Linked DNA regions of Mus musculus: region 2 is linked to region 1. The links are chromatin contacts, called in public promoter capture Hi-C maps. All regions are on one chromosome and are shown on one strand. The core of a region is the stretch at or near the end of the contact, and the rest is flanking DNA. Distances in the headings are between cores, read along the strand shown. Region 1 holds the start of 9130020K20Rik (a long non-coding RNA gene). Region 2 holds the start of Tex46 (testis expressed 46).

Region 1 (5,490 bases), core at 1,588-4,087:
GAGCTACATTCCCAGCCCCAAACTGAGTTTCTCACAGATCAAAATGTGATACTCTGATTTTCTTTTTCTTCTTTTTTCTTTTTTTTTTTTTTTGGTGTTGGGATAAACCCAAAGGGCTGTACATGATAGTCTACCAATTAACCCTACCTACTGCCTACTTTAAATTCAAATTAGGGTACAACACAATATAAAATTCATCACTTACTTCACTTTATGTCTATTTCCAACCTAATGCTTAAGCTGAACAAACCGTCTAGTGTGGCACGTGCCTGTAATCATCAGAGGCAGGATGATCGGGGCTCTCACACCCCAGCCGTGTCAGTCCCTAGGAAGCGTGAGGCTGCACTGGCCACACATACTGTTGACTTACCTGTCATCTGAGTGCTTCTACATAACCCTACCCTGCCACTTCAGGGTCAGAGACAAATCTCAAACCAACTCAACTGATATTGTTATCAGTCAACATTCCCTTTCTGAGTCTCGAGTGTTTTTACCTTCAGTAACTCCTGAAGCTGTTTTCTGACCTCTAAGCTAGCATAAAGTGACCTGACCTCCATGGCTTGATTTTCGAACAACCTCTTAAATTAACTTCTTGATCCACTTCATTTTCTTACCATTTCCTTGGGACTCCAAGCACTAATGACATTTGCAGTCTTTTACCAGTGTTTTCTGTTGCTAGGTGGCAAACCAGGGCCTGTGCAACCAAGTCCTCAACCTTTACCATAGTTTAAAATCTCAAAACTAGATCTAGGCAAATCAGTGTAAGATTTGTTATTGCCAGGTGTGGTGGTAAATGCCATTAATCCCAGCACTCACAAGTCAGTCTGAAGCCACATGTGCACACGAGTTCAGGGCACCCAAGACTACACAGTGAGACCATTTCAATAATGATGATAAGGAAGGAGGAGGAGGAAGAAGAAGAGGAGGAGAAAGAGGAGAAGGAAAAGGAGTAGCAGCAGCAGCAGAGAAGAAAGAAAGAAGAAGAAATTAGTAGTAGTAGAAGAAGTAGTAGTAGTAGTAGAAGGAGAAGGAGGAGGAGGAGAAGGAGGAGAAGGAGAAGCAGCAGCAGCAGCAGCAGCGGCGGCTGCTACTTCGTGTGGTAGTATACACCTTTTGTCCCAGCACTCTGGAGGCAGAGGCAGGCTAATCTCTGAGTTCAGAGAATTACAGGACAGGCAGGAAGCAGCTTAAAGAACAAACCAACCAACCAGTAACAAAAAAGCTTTTAGCTTTTCTACTTAGCTTTCTACTAAGGTTTTCTTCTTTTGTTGAGCCCCAGAAATGTGAAAAAATCATGACCTTGGCATCACCTAGAAGCTTGGTGCTGATCAATCAGTCAGATCGACACAAGAGAATCAACTACAAGACCAGCATTAGCCTGGGAAATGAACTCAGAGACAAGAGGGAATCTGAACATCTCTGAGGGCTTCTATCCATGTCAGCGTGTGGAGTTAAGTGATAACTGTGACCGGAACAACTGCAAACATCTCATCAATCCCCAGCATCCCTTCCAAGGACTTTAGGAAATTGTCTTTATGTACTGTACGAGCTGGCTTCCAAGAACCTGGGGATAGCAGAGCCTTCATTTTAACATTTACAAAAAAATGGTCTCATTCGGACTTTTTTTTTTTTTCATTTAGAGAAGTCAAATAGAAATTGTTACAATGAATGAACATAACTACATTGCTCTCCACAGCATAAGAATGAGTTTCAGCAACAATTTTTACTCTTGCTTATATTTGAAGGATAGTCTCCCTGTATAGCCTCAGACTTTCCTCCTGCGGCTGCCTCCAGAACACTGCTCCAACAGGACTTTATGGGCTAACAGGAGGCACATCAAAACTAAACACACACAATGTAACCAAAATCTGAGTGGTTTTTCTTTTGTTTTTGTTGTTATTATTTGTTTTTTGAGACAGGGTTTCTCTGTATAGTCCTGGCTATCCTGGAACTCACTCTGTAGAAAAGGCTGGCCTTGAACTCAGAGATCTGCCTGCCTCTGCCTCCTCAGTGCTGAGATTAAGGAGTGTGCACCACCAGTGCCTGGCTTACTTCAACCATGATGTGCTGGAAAGACATTTAAGTTCTGACCAAACCAACTGAGGTATTCTAACAACAGCTAAATGAATAAATCCCATGATACTTATCAGGTTCAATAACAGGATTTGTTTGGTAACATTTTGATCAATATAAAGCACACTTCCTTTTAAGCCTGAAATTTTAAACACTGACTAAAAATAGCTTTTAAAGTATATTATTTTTTATTTAACCTATTTTAAAATCCAGGGAACCAAAAGCAAGACTTAAAGGATTCTTGGCTCGAGCATAAAATTAACCTCCCAAGAACACATGGCAGTGACCAAGGCCTCAGTGGAATATGAGACCTGAAATAACGCAGTCCCTTTCCGTTCAAGGAAATGCTTTCTTCTCTGCACAGCTGACAACTGCAGAATGACTTTCTCAGACGATGCTGCAGTTCTCACATGCACAGCTGTGAAGCTGAGTTTTAGGCTAATGAACTTCTATGTGATTTTTGAAGGATGCTGCTGCATAGTTTAAATAATTTTTATATAAACTGACTACCTTGCTCAAGCTGGCCTCGGCCATGAGTCTAACTGTACGATTTTATGAATTAACTTATTAGCATCATGGTGGGAAGCTAAACGCTATTCTTTGTGCACAGGAGTAAGTGCTACTAAACTATTTCCACAGACTTCTGCTCTGCTAACAACTAGACCCTAATGGTTCCCAGAAGCATGGTGGCACAAGCTTTTAGTCCCAGCACTTGAGAGGCAGCAGACATGGGAAGACTCTTAGTAAAAAAAAAAAAAAAAAAAAAAAAAAAAAAAAGTTAGGTCATTATCTAGGAGTCACAAATAACTGAAAGAAACAAGGTTTCTTGAAGAAAATACCTGTACCTGGTCCTAATTTTTCTAAAATTTCTAGAAAAGCAGTATCTTCAAAGATATAGACACAACTACCCTGGAAAATATTCATTAAACTAATTTCTTTAAACGAAGTAAATGAATTCAGGGTTGAGACAGCAGTAAAGATAGCCTAGAGACATCCCAGACTAAATGTGGCCCACATCTGATCTTGGAGCTAGGCAGGGTGGGGCCTGATCAGTATTTATACCGCACCCCGGCCTCTGCCCTACCCTGGCTATGACAGTCTCTCAGAGAGCGTTAGACACTGCTGCTTTGAGAACAGCCCTTCCTGTTTCACTGAGTGATCTTCTGACCTGGGGACAACGGAAAAAAACCAGAACAGTAAACTGAAAACCAGTGACCTAAGGGAAGGCCCATCACTCTCACCTCATAACTTAACTTTACCAGCAATCCTCATTCACAAGACAACTCGGAATGTATCTAGACACCTTCTTGCTACTTATTCAACTTGTTTTGATCATTTGACCCCGATGACCATCTCCTAAGCCTTTTTTTTTGGTATTAGTAGCACAGTTAAAGATGGCCGAGTAAGTGTACGACTTTCAGTAAATCTCCATTGTGAGCGGCAGAGCTTCCTTCCACCCTCCTCACTGGTGAGGATCTAAGTATGCCCTTGAGGAAAATAACAGAAGAGAACCGCCACATCAAGCCAACCTGCAAGAGAATGGGAGCTATATTAAACAGATACTAAACTTACACGAAGGCAGAGAACTCTTCCATGGAACTTCCTGTTCACTGGCAGTATTTTTCAACCACAGACCCAAACCCTCCAACACAGCTTGCATCAAATACCACCTCTCTTTGTGGTACCACGCTATTGCTCAAGGCAATAAAAAGCCTACTGCCACCATCACACGGGTGCTTCCATTTGCCCCTTCACAGTTTCTCTAGACCACTTCCAATGTTGTTAAATTTTCCTCTGAAAAACTTTATTGGAGCCTAAAATGCCAGAGTCAACATTTCTGCCTGATACTTCTGAGCCCAGGTCTTACAAAGGTACTCAAGTACCCCGGGGAGAGCCCCGCCCCGCAGGGATTCAGTAAGTAAACCACTTTGCTACTCCTTAACTGGCTTCTTTCAAATAGGTTAGGACTGAATTTGGGAAGAATTTTGAGTGTAAAAACCTAAATTACACAGCTGAAGACTCTGTTTTGTACAACTGAATTAATCACACCCCACCCCAAATCACCAACACAACATTTTGAACATGTTAAATTTTATTAAAAATATTAACATCATACAAATATTCCAATACAGGTATGGTACATGAACACTGTACCAAAAGCAGGTTTTTCTTGAAATGATTAAATGGACATGTCATGTAACTGTCCCAATTTGGATATATCTCATGTTACTGTACTGTAGTACACCAGAAAGTTTTTTAGTGTTTTGTAGGCATTTTCTGTCCAATTCTAGAAATAGCCAGAGAACATAACTCTAAATACTGCAGTGACTCTTTAAAGTACAATTCCACCTATTTTCTTTAGCAGGCCAGAAGCACCTCTTTAGCCAAATCTTTACCTGTGAAAAACCACAGTAAGTAATGTTCTGAGATCCTGACACAGCTGCTACATGGACTGGAAGCCCCTTATTGGAGCAATTTAAGAGTTCTTCCATAGCGCCCACTTCCTTTCTGGTCCCATCAAGTGTATTTTGTTGCAAATGCATATGGTTAATAAATTGTACTGTTATTTCTCTTAATTTACACAAACTCATCCAAATTGAATGTCCCTAACACCATTAACTTTATTCCCAAGAAGCTGTTTAGTGCAAGCAACCAAGTTCTACACCTCACTTTTTCTGGCACTGATGCACGCACAATAAAATGTGGACAAAGGAACAAAACCTTAACTCAACCCTGAAACTGCTAGTGATTCTGCACGACTTCACTGTGACACCAAGAGCTAAGCACGTGACTTCACTGTGACACCAAGAGCTAAGCACGTCAGTCCCAGTGCTGACTAGCACATGTGTAATGCCTACCAGGTTCTAGACTGACACTGCCACCAGAACGCAAAGGTCCACAAGAATACTGAGGCAGCTCTTCAAACATCAACACTTGCAATTACTTTTATTCAGTGTCACAAATTATAATTATTTTTGCCTAGTTGTTAAATTGGTTTCCCTCAATTTATACTCAATCATCATGATATACCCTGAGTATAAGCTGGGAGGATTTTTGTTTTTAGCTGTTTAATTTTTTTGTGCTACTAGGCATTGACCTAGAGCTTTATGTATGTCAGGCAAGCGCTCTACCACTGAACTACATCCTGAGCCTTGGTCTTTTTTGAGGCAAGTTTCCATTGTGTGCCAGCCTGGGGCTCATACTCCCCCAGTGCTGGGATTCCAGGTAAGCACACCTCAGGCAGTTAGTTCACCATTTCCATGTCTAGGAATCTAGACTGTTGACTCTAGCAGTATTTACTAATTGTTTTATTTTTACCTAGTACGGGGTGCTGAGGACTGAACTTAGTGCCTCTAACATTGTTAAATACAAGCTCTCACTAACCCACGTCCTCAGCCCCACCTTTGTTTCTACTTA
Region 2 (5,285 bases), core at 1,362-3,861, 260 kb before region 1:
AGTCATGCCTTCTCGACCTGTGCCTCCTCCTGGAGAAGTTCCGTTGTCTGCTGCTCCACCGGCGGCGATTTATTTTATTCCATATGACGAACACCTGATTTTCCAAGGCTTTCAGCTTCATCTCACTGAACATCAGCCGTTCAAGGACCTTATCCTGGAGGGCGAAGCAAGCATTAATTTTCTCCAACTCTTCCTTGTTTTTGACGTTGTTTTTGGGATGGACTTCTGGAGCTGTTGTTGTTTCTGCCTCCTCCTAGGATCCCCAAGAGAAGAAAAAAGTCAATTCATACCGATAATTCCTTATAACACGGAACAACTGCTCCAGGCCAGGTAAAATTTTAATTAAAAAAAAAATTCTTTGGGACAGGGTCTGTCTCATGTAGCCCAGGCTGGCCTGAAACTCACTATGTAGCCAAGATGGCCTTGGCCTCCTAGGCCTCCTGCCTCCACCTCTCCAGTGCTGGGATTACATGTGTATACTACATCTAGTTTATCAGGAGTTCAAAGTCATGCTTGGCTACAGAGTGAGTTGGGGATCAGTCTGGGCCACATGAGACCCTCCCTCAGTAAACCAAGTAAAAAGTCGTGGGGAAAAAAATGGTAAACAACATGCTAATGTCCCATGTTTCTCTTATTAACTTAGCAAAGTAAGAAAGTGCTGGCAATGGAGCTCGATGGGGGGGGGGCGGGGGGGGGGAGAAGAGAAGGAGGGGGAGGGGGAAGGGAGGGGAGAGGGAGGAAGGAAATTTCAGGAGTATAATTGAAGTTTCTGTGAACATTATTTCTCCCCTGTGGGGTCCCTTCGCTCAAATATCACCTCCCGTGTTATAATCCTGACTTTGGTATTTAGTGTGTTAGTGTTTTTTTTTTTTCTTTTTGCAAATGTATGTGTGTATGGTGTTCGTGTGTGATTTCGTGCTAGAATGTGTGTGAGCATGTGTGTATTCATGCATGGAGAGGCTCCAGGCTAGGGTTCCCTCTGAACCCAGAGCTCACCACTTTTACTAGGCTGGCTAGCCAGTCTATTCTACAGATCCTGTCTCTGCCTCCTACAGTCTAGGATTACAGGTGGACCACTCTGCCAACCCTGCTTTTTAATGGGGTACTGGTCATGCAATTCCAGCCCCCACATTTGCCCAGCAAGTGCTCTGCCTACTGGGCCATATCCCTAGCCTTCAGATGTCGTTTGTTTGTTTGTTTGTTTGTTTGTTTGTTTTTTGAGACAAGGTTTCTCTGTATAGCCCTGGCTGTCCTGGAACTCACTTTGTAGACCAGGCTGACCTCAGATCAGAAATCTGCCTGCCTCTGCCTCCCAAGTGCTGGGATTAAAGGCCTGTGCCACCACTACCCGGCGGCATGGATGCCTTTTTTAATTTTTAAAAAGTATTTCTATTTTGAGATTTAGGCTTATTTACTTTATGTTTATGAGTGTTCTTCCCTGCATGTATGTGTGTGTACCTGTGCATGCAGTGCCCAAGGAGGTTGGGAGAGAGCACTGGATCCCCTGAGCCTGGAATTACAGTTGACTGAGCCACCATATGGGTGCCTGTGGAGATCAGAAGAGGGCTTAAGACCCCTGCAACTGGACTTACAAGCAATTGTGAGCTACTGTGTGGGTGCTGGGAACGGAATTCAGGTCCTCTGCAAGAGCAGCAAGTGCTCTTAATTCCTGAGCTATCACTCCAGTCCCAAATGACTTTTATTTTATGTGTATGGGTGGTTTTGCCTGCATGTATGTGTGTGCACCATGTGGATACAGTGCCTGCAGAGGCTGGAAGAGGTCCTTACAGACAGCTGTGAGCCACTGTGTAGGTGCTGGGAACTGAACCTGGATCCTCGGCAAGAAAAGGGCGAACCATCTCTCCAATTTTTTTTTTTAAATAGGAAGCTATTTTGCTGTCTCCAGGTAACATCTGGCAACATCTGGAGATATTCTAGGTTGTGGCAAATAAAGTGGAAAGTGATGCTAGCATTTCCTATGTAGAAGCCAGAGAAGCTGCTTATCAAAGCCCCTTCCCCTCTTCACACACACACACACACACACACACACACACACGTCCATGTATATCAATTTAAAGGTTTTTTTTTTTTTAATTTGAAATAGTTGATAGCGTGGCTGAAACAGGATGGAACACAGTGTGGGAGAGTCTAGTATGGTTCCTATTTCACATCTCAGTCAGCAGAAGCGTTATTGAAGGGATTAGTCCACCACCATCCAAGGGGAGACCACAGAGAAAAGACTTAGCTCAGAGTCTTAAAATTCTTCATCCTGACCCCACCAACCTTCTCTGAGCCACCCTGTCAGTGCAGCCTTGAGAGTCCCATAACCCTTAGTTAGAGCTAAGCAACCTCTTGCTCACCTGGGGTGGGGAGGGAGCCAAATTGTGTTCTTGTTTGACCAGCCAGTTGCTCAGCAACAGCAGAAGGAGGAGGAAGGCAAACAAGATGGGTTTAAAGCTTATCAACCAAGCCAAGGCAGCTCCTATGGGGCCAGAAGAAGCAAGGAACCCGTGGAGACTCCTCAGAAGAAAGATTAGTTCCCCCAACATCGTGGCACAGAGGGGCAAGGCCCCAGGCCCCTGCTTCAGTCCCCTCCATAACAGGAGGCATTGCCATCCGCTCCTCTGATTCATAAGCAACTCCCCACCCTGCTATCGCATAACAATAACTTCTCCTATGCCTTAAGGGCCCACTGTGTGTCAGTCTCTCTGGCAGGCGGCTTTGCCAGCATCATCTCCTGACATCCACATGGCAGCCACATGAAGGAGGTCCTCAGGGGTACCTCTCCCATGGAACGCTTCTCTGAAAGAAAACAGTTGATGCTATAGGTCACCTGCTCTCATGATGAGGGAGGCTGCAAAGGAAAAAATAATCTGTAATGTGGAGATAAGGGAAACAGGTTACTGTGCGCTTACATAGTCACAGCAGGATGCTGTCAATAAGTCTGTAGAGGCTGCATACTTGATTTACTTTAAAAATATATTTATTTAGTCAGGTAGTGGTGGTTTACGCCTTTAATTCCAGCACTCAGGGGGCAGAAGCAGGTGGGTCTCTGAGTTCAAGGCCAGAGTGTTCCAGGATAGCCAGGGCTACACAGAGAAACCCTGTCTTGAAAAGGAAAACAAACAAAATACAAAAACAGGAAAGAAAGAAAAGCCTCCATAAGATTGAGATATAAGGAAAGCCACTTCCTCTCGGTTCCATATTGAACTCGAGTTGGAAGAGGCGAGTCTGGTCTCAAAATGGAGGGCCGTGATCCAAAGGAACCAGAGCAGCTGCGGAAGCTGTTTATTGGTGGTCTGAGCTTTGAATCCACAGATGACAGCTTGAGAGAACATTTTGAGAAATGGGGCACACTTACAGACTGTGTGGTAATGAGAGATCCCCACACAAAACGTTCCAGAGGCTTTGGTGTTGCGACCTACTCTCGTGTTGAAGAGGTGGATGCTGCACTGTGTGCTCGGCCACACAAGGATGATGGACGTGTGGTGGAACCAACGAGAGCTGTTTCTAGGGAGGATTCTGTAAAGCCTGGCGCCCATTTTAACGGTGAAGAAAATTTTTGTTGGTGGTATTAAAGAGGATACGGAAGAATATAACCTGAGAGACGACTTTGAAAAGTATGGCAAGATTGAAGCCATAGAGGTTATGGAAGACAGACAGAGTGGGAAAAAGAGAGGATTTGTTTTTGTAACTTGTGATGATCATGACACAGTTGATAACATTGTTGTTCAGAAATACCACACTATTAATGGGTATAATTGTGAAGTGAAAAAGGCCCTTTCTAAACAAGAGATGCAGTCTGCTGGATCACAGAGATGTCTCGGAGGTGGATCTGGCAGCTTTATGGGTCGTGGAGGACACTTTGGTGGAAGAAGGATTTGGAGGTGATGGTGGCAGCTATGGTGGTGGTCCTGGTTACAGTAGTAGAGGAGGTTATGGAGGTGGTGGACCAGGATATGGAAACCAGGGTGGTGGATATGGTGGTGGAGGAGGAGGCTATGCTGGTTATAATGAAGGAGGAAATTTTGGTGGCGGTAACTATTATGGTGGTGGGAACTATAATGACTTTGGAAATTATAGTGGACAGCAACAATCAAATTATAGACCCATGCAGGGGGCCAGTTTTGATGGAAGAAGCTCAGGCAGTCCCTATGGTGGTGGCTATGGATCAGGAGGTGGACGTGGTGGATATGGTAGCAGAATGTTTTAAAATAAAACAGAAATGGCTACAGTTCTTAGCAGGAGAGAGGGAGGAGTTGTCAGGAAAGCTTCGGGTTACTTTGAGACAGTCGTCCCAAATGCATTAGAGGAACTGTAAAAGTCTGCCACAGAAGGAATGATGATCCACAGTCAGAAAAGCTCAGTATTGTCATAGCCACAGTTTGCAAACAGTGCAGCTATTGATTAATGCAATGTAGTGTCAACTAGATGTACATTCCTGAGGTCTTTTATCTGTTGTAGCTTTGTCTTTTTCTTTTCATTACATCAGGTATATTGCCCTGGAAATTTTGATAGTGGTACCAGGAATAAAAAAATTAAGGAATTTTTAACTTAAAAAAAAAAGAAGCCGGGCGTGGTGGCACACGCCTTTAATCCCAGCACTTGGGAGGCAGAGGCAAGTGGATTTCTGAGTTTGAGGCCAGCCTGGTCTACAGAGTGAATTCCAGGACAGCCAGGGCTACACAGAGAAACCCTGTCTCGAACAGCCAAAAAAAAAAAAAAAAAAAAAAAGGAAGAAAAGGAAAGCCCGTAGGATGTTTGTTTGTTTGTTTCCAATATTTTTAAAAGAATTATTTTTATTTATATGATTATACTGTCACTGTCTTCAGACACACCAGAAGAGAGCATCAGATCCCATTACAGATGGATCCCATTACAGATGGTTGTGAGCCACCATGTGGTTGCTGGGAATTGAACTCAGGACCTCTGGAAGAGCAGTCTGTGTTTTTTTTTTTTTTTTTTTTTCATTTTTATTTTTTTAACTTTTTTTCCATTGGATATTTTCCTTATTTACATTTCAAATGTTATCCCCTTTCCCTGTTTCCCTCCCTCCCGGAAACCCCCTATCACATCCTCCCTTCCCAGCCAGTGCTCTTAACCACTGAGCCATCTCTCCAACATAATCTTTTTATTGATTATTTGGGTATTTCAAATAATGAACCCTGACCACACTCACATCCCACTCCTCCCAGGCCCGCTATCTCACTCATATGCACCCTCCCAATACCCCAGGTACAGTTTGTGTTACCCACATACTCACTGGAGCATGGTCAAACTCCCAG

The links. Capture Hi-C pulls out chosen DNA fragments and counts their contacts.
Region 2: a promoter capture Hi-C map of liver shows a contact between it and region 1. The contact joins the promoter of Tex46 here to the promoter of 9130020K20Rik in region 1. A contact is called at or near these places in 22 of 39 promoter capture datasets (the 3T3-L1 cell line, 3T3-L1-derived adipocytes, the C10 cell line and 16 more), 40 of 484 Hi-C or Micro-C datasets (the 63-12 cell line, the AML12 cell line, B cells and 30 more), 26 of 115 datasets of contacts at active chromatin or transcription factors (the SCID.adh cell line, bone marrow-derived macrophages, cardiomyocytes and 15 more) and 5 of 9 other capture datasets (adipose tissue, embryonic stem cells, liver and 2 more).

Annotation. Positions count from the first base shown.
Region 1 is chr4:136,344,639-136,350,128 of GRCm38.p6, reverse strand. It overlaps 9130020K20Rik (a long non-coding RNA gene), which reads right to left and starts at 2,837. Exons shown (of 2, transcript XR_881499.3): 1 at 1-2,837. Hnrnpr (heterogeneous nuclear ribonucleoprotein R) reads right to left here. Exons shown (of 11, transcript NM_001277121.1): 11 at 4,148-5,490.
Region 2 is chr4:136,607,763-136,613,047 of GRCm38.p6, reverse strand. It overlaps Tex46 (testis expressed 46), which reads right to left and starts at 2,611. Exons shown (of 2, transcript NM_026300.2): 1 at 2,361-2,611; 2 at 1-253. The coding sequence starts at 2,549. It also overlaps the pseudogene Gm12986.